6 separate regions of the Mus musculus genome follow, and all the other regions are linked to region 1. The links are chromatin contacts, called in public capture Hi-C, promoter capture Hi-C and targeted proximity ligation maps. All regions are on one chromosome and are shown on one strand. The core of a region is the stretch at or near the end of the contact, and the rest is flanking DNA. Distances in the headings are between cores, read along the strand shown.

Region 1 (2,584 bases), core at 37-2,536:
ATTGCACACACAAGGAAATGGTAGAGGAAAGAAAAAAATGGAGGTTTGTGAGAGGCGGTTTAGAGGAAGATGATAGAATTTGAAGTGGTATGCTACATAATAGGCTGCCTGGTTGTCTGGAGAGGAATTATTTTTTAAAAAGGAAAAGAAAAGGAAAAAAAAAAGAAAAAAGAAACTGGAGAATTCCCCTCGAATCTGAAGGATCGCAAACAGTGAGTTAGTGGATAGTTCCTTCGAAGTAGTCTCAGTCTGGAGACTGGATCAGAGAACTTTATATCCTGAACTGTTGGAGAAAATAATGGAGCATTCAACCTACAGTTATTGGAGCTTTGCAGCCACGTGTGGTCAGGAAGAGTCTGTGAGTCAAAGAGTCCTACCAAGGCCATTGCTACTACCCTAAAGTGCCTAGATACACAAGATTGCTCTAGGGAGGGATAATAAAGGCTTCAAACACCACCTGGCTCAAATACCATTCCCTAAAACGCAAGTAATAATCAGGAATCCTGGACAGAATAGAGCGGGATGCGGAGTTCTGAGACACAAAAAGTCATCTTCCAATGAAAAAATGAAAGACGGGGAAGCAATAAAGTATGCCTAATAAGCTAGTGGAAAATCAGGTTTGACTGGGATGAGAATTCACAAACTTAGCATTTCAAAAGCGCGGGGAAGAGCTTTTCCCTTTGTATAAATAGCGGTAAATGCCTTCTTGGTTCAACGTGTGTTACTGAGCTGTCACAACAATTCTGAAAGGTACCTATAATATTCGCGGTGTCAAAGATTTTCATAGGTAACAGAAACAGTAGCCTAATCCTAGCTCTAACTCTTTGTCTAGCTATGAATCAGGTTCATAGCCAGCAAGAGCAGCAGTCTGCCATTTCATTTCCCGTCTATAATCATATTGCCTTCCATGAAAAACCACATGAGGAAACAAAAGACTCAAGGGATTTTGCATAACTTGCTCCATATCAAACGCTAAGATATCACTGTGTCCAGCAGATGGCAACCCAGAACACGGCCAACAGCAGGCGCAGGATAAGGCGCTGAACTACATACCCACAATGCTGTGCGGAGACTCAAAGTCCCGAACTCCTGTTTGGCTGTCTAAGGTGATGCCTGTGCGCACCGCTGAGGGATTGTGTGTACTGAAACCATATAGGTTCTCGTCCTGCCTTCAGAGCGCAAAGTTCAATTAATTCTTAAATTCCGTAATTGGTCTTTAGTTGGAGAGCTGTATGCCTGAAACAAGACTGCTCTTTTTTGGTCTCATTTACCCTAGCCGAACACGAGGGCCCTTCACCTCTGACCCAAAATGGCCGCGCCCAGAGCGTAGTTCTTTGCTTCTCCGAGGCGAGCTAAGATTAAAATCCTACATCATGTCCAAGCTAAGCCGGGCCACTCGGACCCTCAAGAAGCCCGAGGCCGGCGGCGTGATCCGGTCCATCGTGCGAGCAGGCCAAGCTATTCCTGGGCCTCCACTAGGTCCCATCTTGGGTCAGGTGCGGTGTGCGGAACCCGGCCTGGGAGACGTGGGAGAGTGCGCTGGAGCCGGGGAAGTCTCCTTTATAAACGTTGTCTCCACTATTCACACCTTCAGGCCTTATGTCCTTGTATTACTTACGGAGCCTCTTTTGACCTCAGCACCTCTGACCCCCAAGTTGGCTAGTTGCTGATTAAGTGGTACCTTGTGGACGAATTGCCTGGCACCCAAAGCTATAGAACCAGAGTAGAAGAAATATAACAACACACACCCATACCCCCGCCCCCCCCCCCCACACACACAAAGATGAAAGGACAGGGGCTCCTGGTTGGTAGAAAGCCTTCAGCTCCCATACTTAACTTTGTGTATGCGTTCCTTATAGCGAGGTGTCTCTATCAACCAGTTCTGCAAAGAGTTCAACGAGAAGACAAAGGACATCAAAGAAGGCATTCCCCTGCCTACAAAAATTTTTATAAAGGTAGAGAGACCCATTCTCCCATATATTTCCTTGGCCCTTGAAACTAGTCACTCTGGTTGCTTCTCTGACTCTTAACTTGGTTGCTACCTTCCACTTATCATTTAAACAGAAGCCTAGACCATAATTTCTCTGAACTGGCTTGATCCTGCCATATTGTGGTTCTTACCTCTCATCTCACTGGGGCTTCCAGAGGAGATTTGGGCTAGGAATAAAAATGGCAGGGATGTGTGCTGTAGATTTGTTTTTCTGTCTTTTGTGGTGTGCAAGTTGGTGGGAGAAGGAAAGGGACATTAGAAATGTCTTGGACTGGATAGAAAACCAAGAAATTCTCATGTATCTTTGTCTGTTAAGCCCGACAGGACATTTGAGCTCAAGATTGGGCAGCCCACTGTTTCTTACTTTTTGAAGGCAGCTGCTGGGATCGAGAAGGGGGCCCGGCATACAGGTAAGGACTAGAGTGGGCACCTGAGAGTCTGATGTATCCAGAGAAATGTAGTGGCACTTGAAGAATTCTTTGCTCCTTCTTCCCAGGGAAAGAGGTGGCAGGCCTGGTGAGTTTGAAGCACGTATATGAGATTGCCTGTGTCAAAGCTAAGGATGATGCTTTTGCCATGCAAGATGTGCCCCTG
Region 2 (2,584 bases), core at 42-2,541, 810 kb after region 1:
AGCGGGTCTAGGGGTCGCCAGAGTCCAGGAGCCTCAGTGCGGGCAGATCAAGGTACGGTGACCTCGGGCACCCACCACTTCTCTCTGACTGCTCTGCTACTGCTGTCAGCCAGCTCCGGGGGATCATACTGCTCGAGCTCCGGGATCCCCTTGCTGGGTGGTCCCCCGCCGTTGCCCTGTGCCGAGTACATGTAGTCCAGACCCCCAAGTTTCCACTCGCCAGCCCTGTCCACAAACACAGCGGCCATGCAGACATTATTGTGGATGAGGTTGCAGTCGTTGACCAGGAAGCTGAGGGCTTTCACGATCTGGTGTAACCCCCATGACAGCTCCTGCTCCTTCAGGCCACCTGCTTCTGCTCGTGCCTTGAGGTATGTTCCCAGGGGGGTCACAGCCTCTGTCACGATGTGGAGGCACTTTTCTGTCTGAGTAAGAAAAGGGGTATCAGGGCACGGTGCCAGAAGAGGAAGGGAAGATGAGGGGCGTGACAGGGAAAGAGGCAGTGGAGAAGATACCAAATCTGAAGCTACTGAAGCACTTGGGTACAAAGTGAGGGCCTGAGGAGAGTAAGATGGGTAGATCGGGCGACAGGTACCTCCAACCCATCGATATAGGCCAGGATGTTGGGGTGTCGGAGAGTTTTGAGGCGTTTGAAGGCAGCTTTGGCCACCTGGGTCTGCTCTTCAGCTCCCGGTTTCACATCATACACGAAGATGGACACTGCGCTGCCTGTGGCCTGGTGGAGGACAGACAGAGCAACCTGAGAGGCACGGGCCGGGTGATCTCTCCAACCTGCCTGGGCTACAGCAGCTCCGAGCCCATCTCCAAAACAGAAGGGAAGGGACTCCAGCCAGTCTCGCCCTAGGACAGCCCTGAAGGAGCTAGCCAGGCCCACGTGACCCCCGTCCGGTTTGCTTGTCCGTCCCTCGGTCCTTCCGCCCGCCACGTCGTCACTGCTCGCCCCGCTCCCCAGCCCGTTGCCGGGATTCTCGGTCGCCGCCACGTCAGGCCCGGCGCGACACAGCGAAGCCGGCATACATAGTAGGAAAGGCCGAGGTCGGCCGCGGCCTTCGGAGCAGCGCAGTATCTCACCTTTTTGCGGCCTCGGTGCAGGATCCAGGGCCCGGGCGGCCCGCCTTCGGGGGGCTCAGGGCTCAGCTCGAACGGGAAGTCCCGGACCGGGTCCCGGGCAAAGAACCACATCGTCGCCGCCGCCACGGGCTCGGGAGCCTCCACTCCGGGTCCTCCGGCCGCCCGAGCCGGGGCGGGGCGGGGCGAGGGCGGAGCCAGTCTGGTCTATGGGCGGGGTTTGAGTTGGGGCGGAGCTTTAGGGTGGGGCCTTGCGGGAGTGAGGCTGGACTGAAGGCAGACCTCCCTGGGCAGGGCGGAGCGTGACCGGAAGGGTGAGCCAAGATGGTCATCTGAATGCTCCCAACTTGTGGCCTTGTATAGATAGAAAAATTGAGTGTGATAGAGAGTAGTGAGTGCAACCGTTGTAGAATGAAGAGGGGAGGGGTTCAGGAAGTGAGCGTGACAATAGGGCCTATCTAAACCTGGGGGGGCAGGGGTGGAAAGAGATGGGGAGATAGAAAAGAAAGGCTACTAGTGGCAGGCAGTATGATTGGAAAGTAATAGTAGTGAGGAGAATGGTTATTGCTCTCATTTTTTAAGATATATTTATTTTATGTATATGACTACACTGTAGCTGGCTTCAGACACAACAGAAGAGGGCATCGGATTCCATTACAGATGGTTGTGAGCTGCCATGTGGTTGCTGGGAATTGAACACAGGACCTCTGGAAAAGCAGTCAGTGCTCTTAACCCCTGGTCTCTCCAAACTCCAATGGTTATCTCTTAAGCCAAACGCTCCTTCAACAGGCAATGGGCAGATTTGGGGTTCAGCGAGGAATTTAGTTACTACAATAAAGGTACTTGAGACCTTGAGAGTGGGGTTGAGGTGGAGATAGGCAAGGGGTGACACAAATGTCCTGAGAGGTCTGGGAAACTGTTGTTAGAGAAGTATGTCCAAAGTGGACATGGGTGCTGGCCAGAGTCCTGCAGGAGCTTGAAGCTGGGAATGATGTTTGAGTCACTGAGCTGAGCTGGCAGTTGGAACATGGCAAAGCCAGGAATAAACCTTTTCTTCCAGAATGTCTCTCAGCACCCTCTGTTGGCCCACAACCTCCTATAACTCCAGTTTTAGGAGCGCCAATACCCTGTGATAGTTTGTATATGGTTGGCCCAGTGTACTCCTATTAAGAAAATACCTCTGTGATGGTTTGTATATCCTTGGACCAGGGAGTGGCACAATCTGGAGGTGTGACCTAATGGGTGTGTCATTGTAGGTGTGGGTATAAGATCCTCACCCTAGTTGCTTGGAAGTCAGTCTTCCACTAGCAGCCTTTGGATGAAGACATAGAAATCTCAGCTCCTCCTGCGCCATGCCTGCCTGGATACTACCATGCTCCCACCTTGATGATAATGGACTGAACCTCTGAACCTGTAAGCCAGCCCCAATTAAATGTTGTTTTTTATAAGACTTGTCTTGGTCATGGTGTCTGTTCACAGCAGTAAAACCCTGACT
Region 3 (2,584 bases), core at 44-2,543, 750 kb before region 1:
TGACTGATGCCCACGCTGACCCACAGGCTGGAGGGGCTGTGTTGGACTGGCAGAGTGCCCTCCTTTCCCAGGGGTCCCAGCAGAAGTGGGGGGGGGGGTGAATACCTCATGCCATTCCAGAGACAGGCATCACCTTCCACGGCTGGCTGCCACCGCTATCTACCCCTGGTGAGACTACAGAGAAACAACACAGCAACTTATCAGATGACTTAATTGGTGGAATGCTTCTACAAGCACCCAAGACTTGGGGACCAAATGACTGTCCCCCAAGAAAAATCACAGAATGGGGCTGCCTCCAAGCCCCAGATGACAGCTGTTTCCTCTGCACTAGCTCTCATGCTCCCTCGCTCTCCCTGGCAGCCCTCTGGAGAGGGAGGAAGGAGGAGGAAAGGAGACCCTCCTGGGAGGGTCTAGGCTTATGGGTCCCCTAGGTCTCCCACTCAGAAAGTCCCAACCCAGGCCTGAGGGGAAGGAGGGAGAATGCTCTTAGCCAAACCACCCCTACCTCACCACCGGAAAAACCAACAACCCAAACCCCCAAAGGGAAGAGGATGCCAAATGTCTCGATGGGGAAGCTTTTCACTAACGGGATGCTGGGTCTATCCATGGCCTTGAATCTTCGAGTTCCCGCTGAGTCACCCGTGAAGCCTCTGGTGTTGAAACTGGTCCGGTGCCTTGTGCTGATTAATGAATTACAAATCCCCCACCCATGTGCACTCTCCCTGGTCACCGGGAAGAATGAAAACCCTTGTGAACTTGACTGAGAAGCTGGGCCCTGGTGCCCTCTCCCCTCCTCAGGGGGCATTGTGAGCTGGTTAGTCACCTGCCCCAGCCCCTGGCGCCACACTTAGCTCTAGCTTTTGGAAGTGGGACAAGTGGCGGGACAATAGGCAAGGGGGGCGGTCAGCCCAGACAAAGGGCAGCAGGAAAAACACCATCACTTGCTTGGAGGCCAGCTTGCTGGCATTTGAGAGAATGTGTCATTGCATTTACTCAAGTGGGAGGGGGAGGGAAGGTTAGAATGAAGAGGCAGAGGTAGAGTGGGTACAGGGACCCTCAACCCGGCAATGAGCAGAGGGAAGAAGGCCAGCATGCCTTGGCCGACACCAAGGAAGAAGCCCACACCAAGGCCAGCTCCCTTTCCAAGCTCTCAGGAGTTTGCCGAGGGACGATGCCCTCCCTGCCCCCTCCCCCAGGAGGCCTAGGGTGGTACCGTCGCAGCCTTGCCTCACCTCACCACCCCCCCCCTCAGTGTTGTGGGAGGGAGAGGAGCCCCAGAAGCCCTCCCTTCCCTCCTCCCCCCTCTTCCCCCCACCCGGGGAGGGCTGCTACAATTTGTGGTTACAGCTTTACACGTCAGAAAAAAAAAAGTTTGCAGAATGTCCCACACCGAAAAAAAAATGCGAAACCGAGAGAAAAAAACCTGCGAGTGGGCCTGGCGGATGGGATTATTAAAGCTTCGCCGGAGCCGCGGCTCGCCCTCCCACTCCGCCAGCCTCTGGGAGAGGAGCCGCGCCCGGCCGGCCCGGCCCCCAGCCCCATGGACCTCCGAGCAGGTAGGAGCCAGGCGTCCGAGGCCGAGGCCTCCGCCCCCGCCCAGCACCAGTGAGATCCGGTTCCCGTCCTCCTCCCCACCCTCGGAGCCCCAAGCCCGGGCCGGGCCGGGGAGCAGAGCTCGGGCTGGGGAGGTACGGCCGGGCGCCCTCGAGAGGGGCCGGGTGGGGACGCGGCATTCCTGGAGTCCGCTTGGCGGAGCCAGGAGGTGGCTGAGAACGCGGCGGGGAGCCTGGACAACCCTCAGACCTGGACGGGCGGCCACCTGGAGCCGCGGCGAGGCGGGGTCCCAGGGAACCCGCGGACACAGAGCCCCGCGCCAGAATCGGGGCGAGCGAGTCCGAGGCGGGCAGCGAGGGTGTGGGGGGGGGGCCGCGGCGCAAGGGAGGAGGGGGCCAGGAGAGGAAGAGGGAGGGAGAGAGGCAGAGGGGGAGCCCGCGGCCGAGCAGCGGGAAGCGAGGGGGAGGCCGACACCTCGGGCCGCGCTGAACTCCTTCCTCGGCCCGCGGGGAGGGCAGGAGGGCGCGCGAGAGGAGGGCGGAGGGCAGAGCAAACCTAGCTGGGCCGGGCCGGGCCGGGCCGGGCCGCCACGGGACTCCGGTTACTACGCTGCGCGCGGCGTGGCCGGAGCCCTCCATGCTGCCCACCGCCTGGGAGCCAGAGGCAGGTAGGCGCGGCGGGGTGGCCGGGGCCCCGAGCCCGCGGTGGCCTGGGAGTGATTACTGCAGGAGGGTGTTGTGGGGGAGACGCAGCCTGGCCGGACCCAGCAGGAAAAAGTCCGTCAGCGGCCGGGAGCGCCGAGACTGCCGGCAGCCCCTCGAGCGGCTGCCTGGCTAGGCGGCCCGTGGCAGGAGGGCGGGCCAGGCAGGGAGTGGACGCGCCGGAGCGGGCAGCGGCTCAGCCGAGCCCCGAAGCCCAACGCCCGGACCCCGCCTCCGCCCCCGCCGCCGCCGGGAAGGGAGCGAACGGGGGGGCGGGGCCGGGGGCGCCGGGGCCACACAAGGGGAAGGCGCCATCGCCGCCGGGAGGG
Region 4 (2,584 bases), core at 30-2,529, 680 kb before region 1:
GGCTTATCACAGGAAGACGGAGCGCCTGTTATACCCCACTTCTTTACTCTATGGTAATACCTGACGGAGTTTGTTGAGCAGTTCTGGAATGCCAGCCAACCTCTGTGTGGCCCTCTGGAAGTCCCGATACTGGAGTACCAACTGTACCATCTCAGGGTCTCCAGTGCTGACTGCCTCCTGCAGGACTGGAGATGAGCAACTGCTGGGGTAGCCCTCTTAGCGCCCCCAGGCACGGTTACTTACTCCCCCTGCCCCCCATTCACCAACCTGGAAGCTAGTCTCAAGGGAGGACCCTCTGCCCTGCACAGTACCTGCCCAGCCCTGGTGGCTCTCTTTGCCCACGTTGGCATTATGTCGGAGGAGGACTCTCACAGACTCCAAGTTCCCCAAGGTCACAGCAAGCTCCAGGGGGGTTCGCCCTTGGGGGTCCTCCTGCTCAATGTCGTGCTAAGGGAGATGGGTCACTCAATACAAGGCAAGAGAGGGCCAAAGCAAGGAGGTCACTGGATTGAAAAGGGCTGGAGTTACTATGGGTAACCAGGTCAGTGAGAAGATAAGAGTGTGGCCTATGTGGACTGGAAAGTGTCGGGGTAAAGGGGACAGTAAGGGCCAGTGGGAAGGAACTGCTCATTTCTTCTGCCCTCTGCTATCCAGAGTTGAGGGCCTGGTGGTGGAGTCTAGCAAGACAGATTCAGGCTAGGGATGCTGAGAGTTTAGACCAGCTTGAGGGCTAGAACACGGTTCTTGTCCTCATTCTAGCTCAGAGGTGATGAGGGTGAATCCTGAGCTTAACGCAATACGAAGGGGGCAGATAGCAGAGCAAGGCCCAACCAAGGGAGATGCGCTAAACAAATGCTCAAGCTCGAGGGCAGGTGACCAGGGATTTGGAAAGAGCTGGACCTAAGGAGTCAGGATGCAGCTGCGGAGCACAGCAGGGGCGGTGAGCTGCGGAGTAGATTCCGTACTTTGGCACCGGGGCTTGGGGAGGAAACCAACCGAATCGGATCCCCTTCAGGGCCTCACCTTGCGGCTGTGCAGTGCGGCCTCCAGTTCGCGGTGCCGGTTCGCCCAGACTAGCCGGTGCAGCGGGAAGGTGGGGCCCAGGCCGGCCATGCTGGGCTTCAGCACCGCATCCCGAGCGAAAGGCCCAGCCCTTCTTGGCCTGCGCCTGGCACGTCCCCTGCTCCTCCGCTCTGAGCCGCACCTCAGCCGCACCCGCTGCAGCCCCGCGGACCCCTGCTAGAAGCCGCCGCAGCAAGAGCGAAGGCGGCAGGGAGGGCGGGGCGGGGATCTGGGGGCGGGGCTACATGGAGTTAGGGCGTGGCGTCGGGCTTCGCACACCCTCGCCTCCCGTAGCTACGGCAACCACTGCAGGCCTGCGCGCTGGGGGCGGGCGGAGTGTGTGTGGGGTGCTGTCCAGTCTCCAGGGCAACCACATGCGCCCCAGGAACAGCCGGAACTTCATTTTGAAGCGCCATGGTCGGTGGGGTTGTTCCGGAGGGCGGGGCATAGCTGCAGCTCCACCCGTGCCCGCAGGGGGCGCCCCAGGCCCTGGGCAAATCTCTTAGTGGTCAGAAAGGTGAGGGAGGAGGGAACGGAAGGGGAGTGGGGTAGGCTCGGTGGCACTGGGATTGGGCCAGGGTCTGTTGTTCTTGCAGCCCCCCCCGCCCCCACCCCCCCCCACCCCCGCTGACAATGTGTCCTTCTGTCTAGCCCACTCCTGAGTTCCATCAGCACCGACTTGTCTTTTATAGGCGGGTGGGATGGGAAATCTTGACCTCATCCCTGCCAGCACAGGCGCTTAGCTTCTGGAGATGGGCACCCCGCAGCAACCCCTAATGCTGACCAGTCAAAGCTTTCTTTCCCGAGGATCTGTCTGGCCTTGATGCCTGGAAGACAGCAAGGAATCAGGAACAGGAATATTGTTGGGGTTGGGGGACATAAGCTCAGCTTCCTGGCTGGGTGATCGGCCAGGGTGCACGCTACCACCACAGGAGTCCATTTTGCAGAGGCTGCATTTTACTGCCAACAGGGAAGGAAGGAGAATTTCGAAACAAGGCTGGCACTTCCACTCACACAGGATCTAGGGTTCAAGCAGCCAGCCAGCTTAGTTGGGACCCTTGGTTATCTTCAGTCCTACCATGGGTTCTCTGATCCTGGTCTTGCTGGGTGGCGAGGGGGTAAACCAGACTTTCCAAAACTGACTCTGGTCTGTTTCTCTATTTTTAAATCTTACATTCATTTTTGTGTGGGGGTGCTCATGAGTGTGGAGGTGAAAAACCAACTTTTGAGAGTTGGTTCTCTCCCATCCTTTAACTCAGGTTGTCAGGTTTGGCAGCAAACACCTTCATCGGATGGCTCCACCTCCCTATCTGTTAAACTTAGTGTGATGGAGAAAGGCCATCTAACTGAGGTTCCCTTCCTGCCCAAGGATGTCCTCATCTCTTCAGCCTGATTGCCACCTTTCTCCCTGCGATCGGGTGGTTTATAGCAGTCCGGGATCTAGGCTACCCACCGTGTGTGCTGTGGTCAGGTCATCTACGATGTCTGGACTTTGGGAGGAACTCAAGGCCCTGAGCTTCTA
Region 5 (2,584 bases), core at 39-2,538, 520 kb before region 1:
CAAAAAAACTGTAACTGGTCAAAGAAGGTGACGTCAGCTTTGCAAACCACAAAACCAAAGGCTGTGAGATGGGTATGGTGGTGCATACACGTGATCTGAGCAATCCTTGGGCCGAGAGACAGGAGGACTGAGCGTACAAGGCCTCCACAGTAATATCCTGTCTCAAAAACAAAACAGGAACCACTAAAGTAAAACGACAAAAATACAACCCCCCCCCCCAAAAAAAAACCCAACAACCATAAAAACCACTGGTATTCAGAGTAGCAAGCAAGACTGTGCCCTATTTGCCAGGTCAGCTTCTCTGGCTCCTTCCATCAAATTACCCACTTCTGCACAATCCCAGAGGCCAGAAGGACGTGGGGACAGGAAAAGAAGGCTTGCTGCTGAAGGCAAACCCACAAACACACAGGACCCCCACTCCTCGTGGAGGCACAGAAGGAGGGCTCAGCCACTGTTCTGGTCATGGGGTCCTTGAGGACTCACAGTGACAAGCCCAGAGAGCCAGGATGCAACCAGGTACCGCACCGAGCCGGCCATCAGCCTTCAGCCTCACTGTCCCAGCTTTCTTCCCCCTATCAGGTTGCTCTGAGAAACTGAGGCTTGGTTAGAGTCGAAGTATGGCATAATCAGACTCTTCAGAGAAGGGTCGGTGTTCCAGTTTTCCTCTCTAGGGTAAAGCATGGGGATTTGCACCATAGTGGATGGAGAAGAGGTGATGTCGCCCGACGAACATCACTTACTAACTTTCAGCAACTAACTTTCAGCACTCTTTTCTATACTACGCTCGGGTAGGGGCTTTCAGTCCTATCATGTAGTTAACCTTCAGAGAGGTTAAGGGACTTGCCCAAAGGCACACAGCTGTAAGAGGCAAAGGCTTGATTTTACTGCTGCCAGTCGAGCTCCAAAGTCCTCACACTCTCGTCGCCAAGTAGTGACAACAACTGCTCTCGTAGGATTTGCTATTTCCCTAGGTGGCCCAATTCAGTCCCTGTGACACCCCTCCCCCTAAGTGCTATTAGTCCCACTTTGCTTCTACTGGCTAAAACTGAAAAACTCTGCCTTCGACCCCAGGCCCTGCTGAGATTTCCCCCTAGGAGGCTAGAGCTGGGTTCTTTCGAGGCAGCTCTCAGCAGACCCGCACATGGGGGGTGTCCCCAGCGCAGGGCCAAGGATGAGGGCACTCACCTCTGGGAAGGCCCCTTTGGCGAAGACCATCATCAGTGACGTCTTCCCGCAGCCCCCGTCGCCCACCAGGACCACCTTGACCGAGTGCCCGCTCTGCGGCGCCTCTTCTCCCGCAACCTGGGACGCGTTCATCCCTGGCTGGCGGACGGCGGTGCGCGGAGCAGCAGGCGGTACGCGGCGGGCTGGCTGCGGCGGGCGCGGGGCTGGCCCGGCGGGACAGGAATGTGGAAGGGGCGGGGCGGCGGGAGGAAGTGGGAGCGGGGCGGCCGGGACAGGAGGCGGCCCGGGGGGCGGGGGACACCCAGCTCAGGTGAGAAGCCCGGGACAAGATGGGGGTGCGGCGCCCGCCCAAGGGTGGACGCTCCTGGGGTCCGGTCTCCTGGCGTCCTGTCTAGACACTCAAGAAAGACTTTTGCAGCACCTACTGCGTGCAGTCGCTGAGGCCGCAGGGGTGAGCGGAGACCTACGCCTCCAGAGGGCACCCAGGGCTCGTGGGAGAGTAGACAAGTACTTGGAGAGAGGCTGGGGACAGGGAAGGAGGAAGCACCTGGACTATCTGCCATGGGTGGGAGGTTATTTTTATGAATGAATGGGTGGGTGAATGAATGAATGAATGAATGAATGAATATGAGTTTCTGCTATTTGCGGACCTCCTCCAAATGTTGTAGGCCAGATGAGAAAGGAGTGGCCCGGGCATGCCCTTGTGGGTCACTGCAGGACCTCTTCAGCCAGCTCCAGGAAGTTTCAATGAAGGTGGAATTACCACGCATCTCACCCAGGCAGCCAGTGAGCTAAGGAAAACTATGGAACCGTCCATCTGTAGAGCTCAGAGCTAGCTCTGGCACATGGCAGATGTCATGAATGGTTCATATTATGGTATATAGTATGATGGCCTTTTAGTTTTATTTTTTACGCGTGTGGGCGTTTTATCTGCATGTATAGACATAGACATGCATCCTGGTGTCCTCTGCACTCGGAAACCCTGGAACTAGAGTTACAGACATTATGAGCCACTATGTGGGTGAACCGGGATCCTCTGGAAGAGCAGCCAATGTTCTTAACCTCTGGGCCATCTCTCCAGCTCTTTGGTATAATGTTTAATCAATGCAGATGATCCTTAGTTTCTTAGAGTCTGGGGACCCTGCACTGTTCCGATCAAAACCTCGACTCTGAGAAGCCTAGAATAGGAGGTGTCAGGACAGGAGAAAGGAAAAAGGGGCTCTTCGAAGAGACTGGAGCAAGGTAGCCACGCCCCCACTTCTTAGCGACAGGACAGAGGGCGGGACTTGGCTGAGGAGCTAGTATCTGGAGGGTGGAGCACTTTGGATTTCAGGAATAAATCTTACTTTTCTCTAAATCTCCGCAACCTTCTTTGTGATCAGATTTTTCTTTTTAACTT
Region 6 (2,584 bases), core at 57-2,556, 510 kb after region 1:
ACCACTCTGGCACTCTGGCCACGCAATCTAGCTAAATTAGTAATTTCCAGCGACAAACCCTGTCTTAAAACATAAGGTGAATAGGTACACACGAATATACCACATACATTACCACTCAGACAGTTAAATGAAATGAAGCAGATTTTTTTTTTTAAACGTCAAGGCAGAGCGGAGCATGGTAGTGTACACCTTTCATCCCAGAGCCTAGGAGGCAGAAACAGGCGGATCTTTGTGAGTTCGAGGCCTCATCTACTTAGTGAGTTCCAGAACAGTCAGAGTTACACAATGTGAGACCCTGTCTCAAAATGACAAAACAAAAACAAACAAACAAACAAGATGGAAAGAGGTTGGGTAAGGGAAAGTTAAGGAAGACCTGGTTATTGCCGCTAGCGGTCTGGGCCAGGCACGGGAACCCTGGACACGCAACCCTTTCCCGTCTAGGCCCGCCTTGAGACGTGGGCAACGCGAAGTCCCGCCCATTCACCCCTTCCTGGGCGCTGGAGGCACCCAGACTCCGCCTCCAAGGCATGATCTCCGCTGGGGGCGGAGGCGGAAACTGGGTGGGGGACTTGGATGGGAAGAGGCTCGGGAAAGGGCTGGCACTGGGCCCTAGTGTCCTCCGCGCCCAAGTTCAAGCTTGCCCGCCTTCCCAGGGGCTTCCATTCATTTCGAGCCAAGAATACTGCTGCCCTCTCCCCCATACTACTGTAGTTTTGCGCTGGCACGGCTTGGGGAAGCAGTACCCCAAGTAAAGAGACCACCTGGAGGCCGTGGATGTGGATGCAGAGGGAATTGGACAATTAATTTGGACAATTAATTAAGTTGGACGAGGGTCTGGAAACCTTGGATGAAGTTTTAGGATCATCTAAGTGATGATGGTTTAACACTGGATAAAATTCTGAAAGGAGTAGAATTTGAAGCTCTGAGGATTAAATGCCTAGTAGGTTCTGGGAGGCGCAGAATCGGGTTACACGGAGGTGCGAATGCACAGCATGGGATTCCGGAGGCACAGGTTAGATAGGGTCTAGGTGGGCAGAATAACATTTTGAGTGAAGGCCCGGGGTCCTTAGGTGAGTTTGGGGGCCAAGCATCAAGGTCAGTGGCCTAAGGATCCAAACTTTGGGAAACTCTGGCTGGGCGTCCGCAGGCGACTCCAGGCAGCGCCGCGGGGGACCGGGTGGGGGCCTGTGGCCGGCCGGGGCGGAGAAGCCGGGGGGTCGGGGTCCCTCCCCCTGGCGCGGGCTCAGGAATCCGCCGAAGGGCGGGCGGAGGCGCCGGGGTGGGCCGCGGCCGGCGGGCGGGCGGGGGGCGCTTCCTGGGGCCGCGCGTCCAGTGAGCTGCGCGGTCCGTCCGTCCGTCCGCCCGCCCGCAGGCACTGCTGGAGTCGACGCGTGAGTGGCCTCCAGCGGAGGGAGGGCGCGGGCCGTTTGGCGGCCGAGTCGGTGCTGCGCGGAGCGGGGAGGCCTGCGCTTCACGACTCGCGGGGCGGGGGCGGGGCGGTCCGGGATTGCGGGCCTGGGCCATAGGCCTGCGAAAGGATTCTGTCCCCAGCCCTGGAAGGTTCCAGCCTCAGCACAGTCCTGAGACGAGACAGCTGGGACCCAGGCTCCCCTTCCAGATAGAGGGAATGGGGGGTGCTGTGGCAGAAACCCCTGACTTCTGCCCACCACCTCCCAGCCTCAGGATGCTCCCTTTTGCCTCCTGCCTCCCCGGGTCTTTGCTGCTCTGGGCGTTTCTGCTGTTGCTCTTGGGAGCAGCGTCCCCACAGGATCCCGAGGAGCCGGACAGCTACACGGTGGGGACCGTGGGGTCACCAGCTTGGGATGGGATGGGAAGGACAGTGAGATCAGGATCCTGGGGAGGCTGCTTCTGGGCAAGATTCTCCCCGGCTTGGTTGGTGGAAAGCTGGAGGCCATTGTGTGGAGCTGACCCGAGCATGACTCTGAACTCTGGCCCTGGTCTTGGCCTGGCTAGTTGGTGGAGACAGCCAGGGTGGTCACTGGCCACATCGGGTTCCCTTCCAGGAATGCACAGATGGCTATGAGTGGGATGCAGACAGCCAGCACTGCCGGGGTGAGTCTCTGTCTGGGGTACTAGCCATCTTCAGGAACTGGGAAGGGGGTTGTTGTTTCCCAGGGATACCTTACCTCCCAGAGCTGCTGCAGGAACTTGATGGCCCTTTTCCCTGTCCAGCTTGGTAGCCAGCCATGCTTCCCTTGTGCCACTCAGTTAGGAGCCCTGCCCCTTCAAGAAGCTGGACAAACGGCCTCTATCCTGCAGGAGGGAAGGGAGCACCTGGCTATTGCCCAGAGAGAAGGAAATACGCACACCTTCCCTGGACTGCACTGTACCTGCCTAGCCCAGCTCTTTATCCCAATGCAGCCTGGGAGAGCCGTGCATGCCCCGTGGGTCGGCAGGCCCGCAAAATTTCTCTTGGGCAAAGGTAGAGGCAGGGATTTGAGGAGGCAGGAGAATGGAGATACCAGTGTGAAACAGGGGGCCCCACTCCCAGTCCTGCCAATCCCTGGCAGGGCTTCTGGGTCAGCAGCCTTAGTTTGCCTAGCAGAGAGAAAGTCTTGCTCTG

The links. Promoter capture Hi-C pulls out the DNA fragments that hold promoters and counts their contacts. Capture Hi-C pulls out chosen DNA fragments and counts their contacts.
Region 2: a promoter capture Hi-C map of liver shows a contact between it and region 1, with 2.9 times the contacts expected there. A contact is called at or near these places in 2 of 39 promoter capture datasets (both in liver).
Region 3: a promoter capture Hi-C map of stem cell-derived epiblast-like cells shows a contact between it and region 1, with 1.9 times the contacts expected there. A contact is called at or near these places in 3 of 39 promoter capture datasets (3T3-L1-derived adipocytes, liver and stem cell-derived epiblast-like cells) and 1 of 130 datasets of targeted methods (pancreatic cancer cells).
Region 4: a contact with region 1 is called in a targeted proximity ligation map of memory CD8 T cells, with 5 read pairs. A contact is called at or near these places in 3 of 130 datasets of targeted methods (epiblast stem cells, large pre-B cells and memory CD8 T cells).
Region 5: a capture Hi-C map of macrophages shows a contact between it and region 1, with 3 times the contacts expected there. A contact is called at or near these places in 12 of 39 promoter capture datasets (the 3T3-L1 cell line, 3T3-L1-derived adipocytes, the C10 cell line and 6 more), 1 of 484 Hi-C or Micro-C datasets (embryonic stem cells), 4 of 130 datasets of targeted methods (the 230-238 cell line, astrocytes, extraembryonic endoderm stem cells and 1 more) and 1 of 9 other capture datasets (macrophages).
Region 6: a contact with region 1 is called in a promoter capture Hi-C map of cranial neural crest. A contact is called at or near these places in 3 of 39 promoter capture datasets (cranial neural crest and liver).

Annotation. Positions count from the first base shown.
Region 1 is chr19:4,961,020-4,963,603 of GRCm38.p6, forward strand. It overlaps Mrpl11 (mitochondrial ribosomal protein L11), which reads left to right and starts at 1,287. Exons shown (of 5, transcript NM_025553.4): 1 at 1,287-1,496; 2 at 1,860-1,955; 3 at 2,307-2,400; 4 at 2,487-2,584. The coding sequence starts at 1,374.
Region 2 is chr19:5,770,128-5,772,711 of GRCm38.p6, forward strand. Scyl1 (SCY1-like 1 (S. cerevisiae)) reads right to left here and starts at 1,292. Exons shown (of 17, transcript NM_023912.3): 1 at 1,093-1,292; 2 at 596-736; 3 at 76-425. The coding sequence starts at 1,203.
Region 3 is chr19:4,212,945-4,215,528 of GRCm38.p6, forward strand. Clcf1 (cardiotrophin-like cytokine factor 1) reads left to right here and starts at 1,294. Exons shown (of 3, transcript NM_019952.5): 1 at 1,294-1,556. The coding sequence starts at 1,541. It overlaps Gm45928 (predicted gene, 45928), which reads left to right and starts at 1,481. Exons shown (of 4, transcript NR_132309.2): 1 at 1,481-1,556. LOC102631992 (a long non-coding RNA gene) reads right to left here. Exons shown (of 4, transcript XR_003952884.1): 3 at 106-2,584.
Region 4 is chr19:4,281,858-4,284,441 of GRCm38.p6, forward strand. Ankrd13d (ankyrin repeat domain 13 family, member D) reads right to left here and starts at 1,280. Exons shown (of 15, transcript NM_026720.2): 1 at 1,024-1,280; 2 at 312-447; 3 at 61-185. The coding sequence starts at 1,113.
Region 5 is chr19:4,438,035-4,440,618 of GRCm38.p6, forward strand. It overlaps A930001C03Rik (RIKEN cDNA A930001C03 gene), which reads left to right and starts at 1,289. Exons shown (of 3, transcript NR_045990.1): 1 at 1,289-1,355. It overlaps Rhod (ras homolog family member D), which reads right to left and starts at 1,409. Exons shown (of 5, transcript NM_007485.5): 1 at 1,186-1,409. The coding sequence starts at 1,317.
Region 6 is chr19:5,473,384-5,475,967 of GRCm38.p6, forward strand. It overlaps Efemp2 (epidermal growth factor-containing fibulin-like extracellular matrix protein 2), which reads left to right and starts at 1,307. Exons shown (of 11, transcript NM_021474.3): 1 at 1,307-1,391; 2 at 1,678-1,795; 3 at 2,025-2,073. The coding sequence starts at 1,685.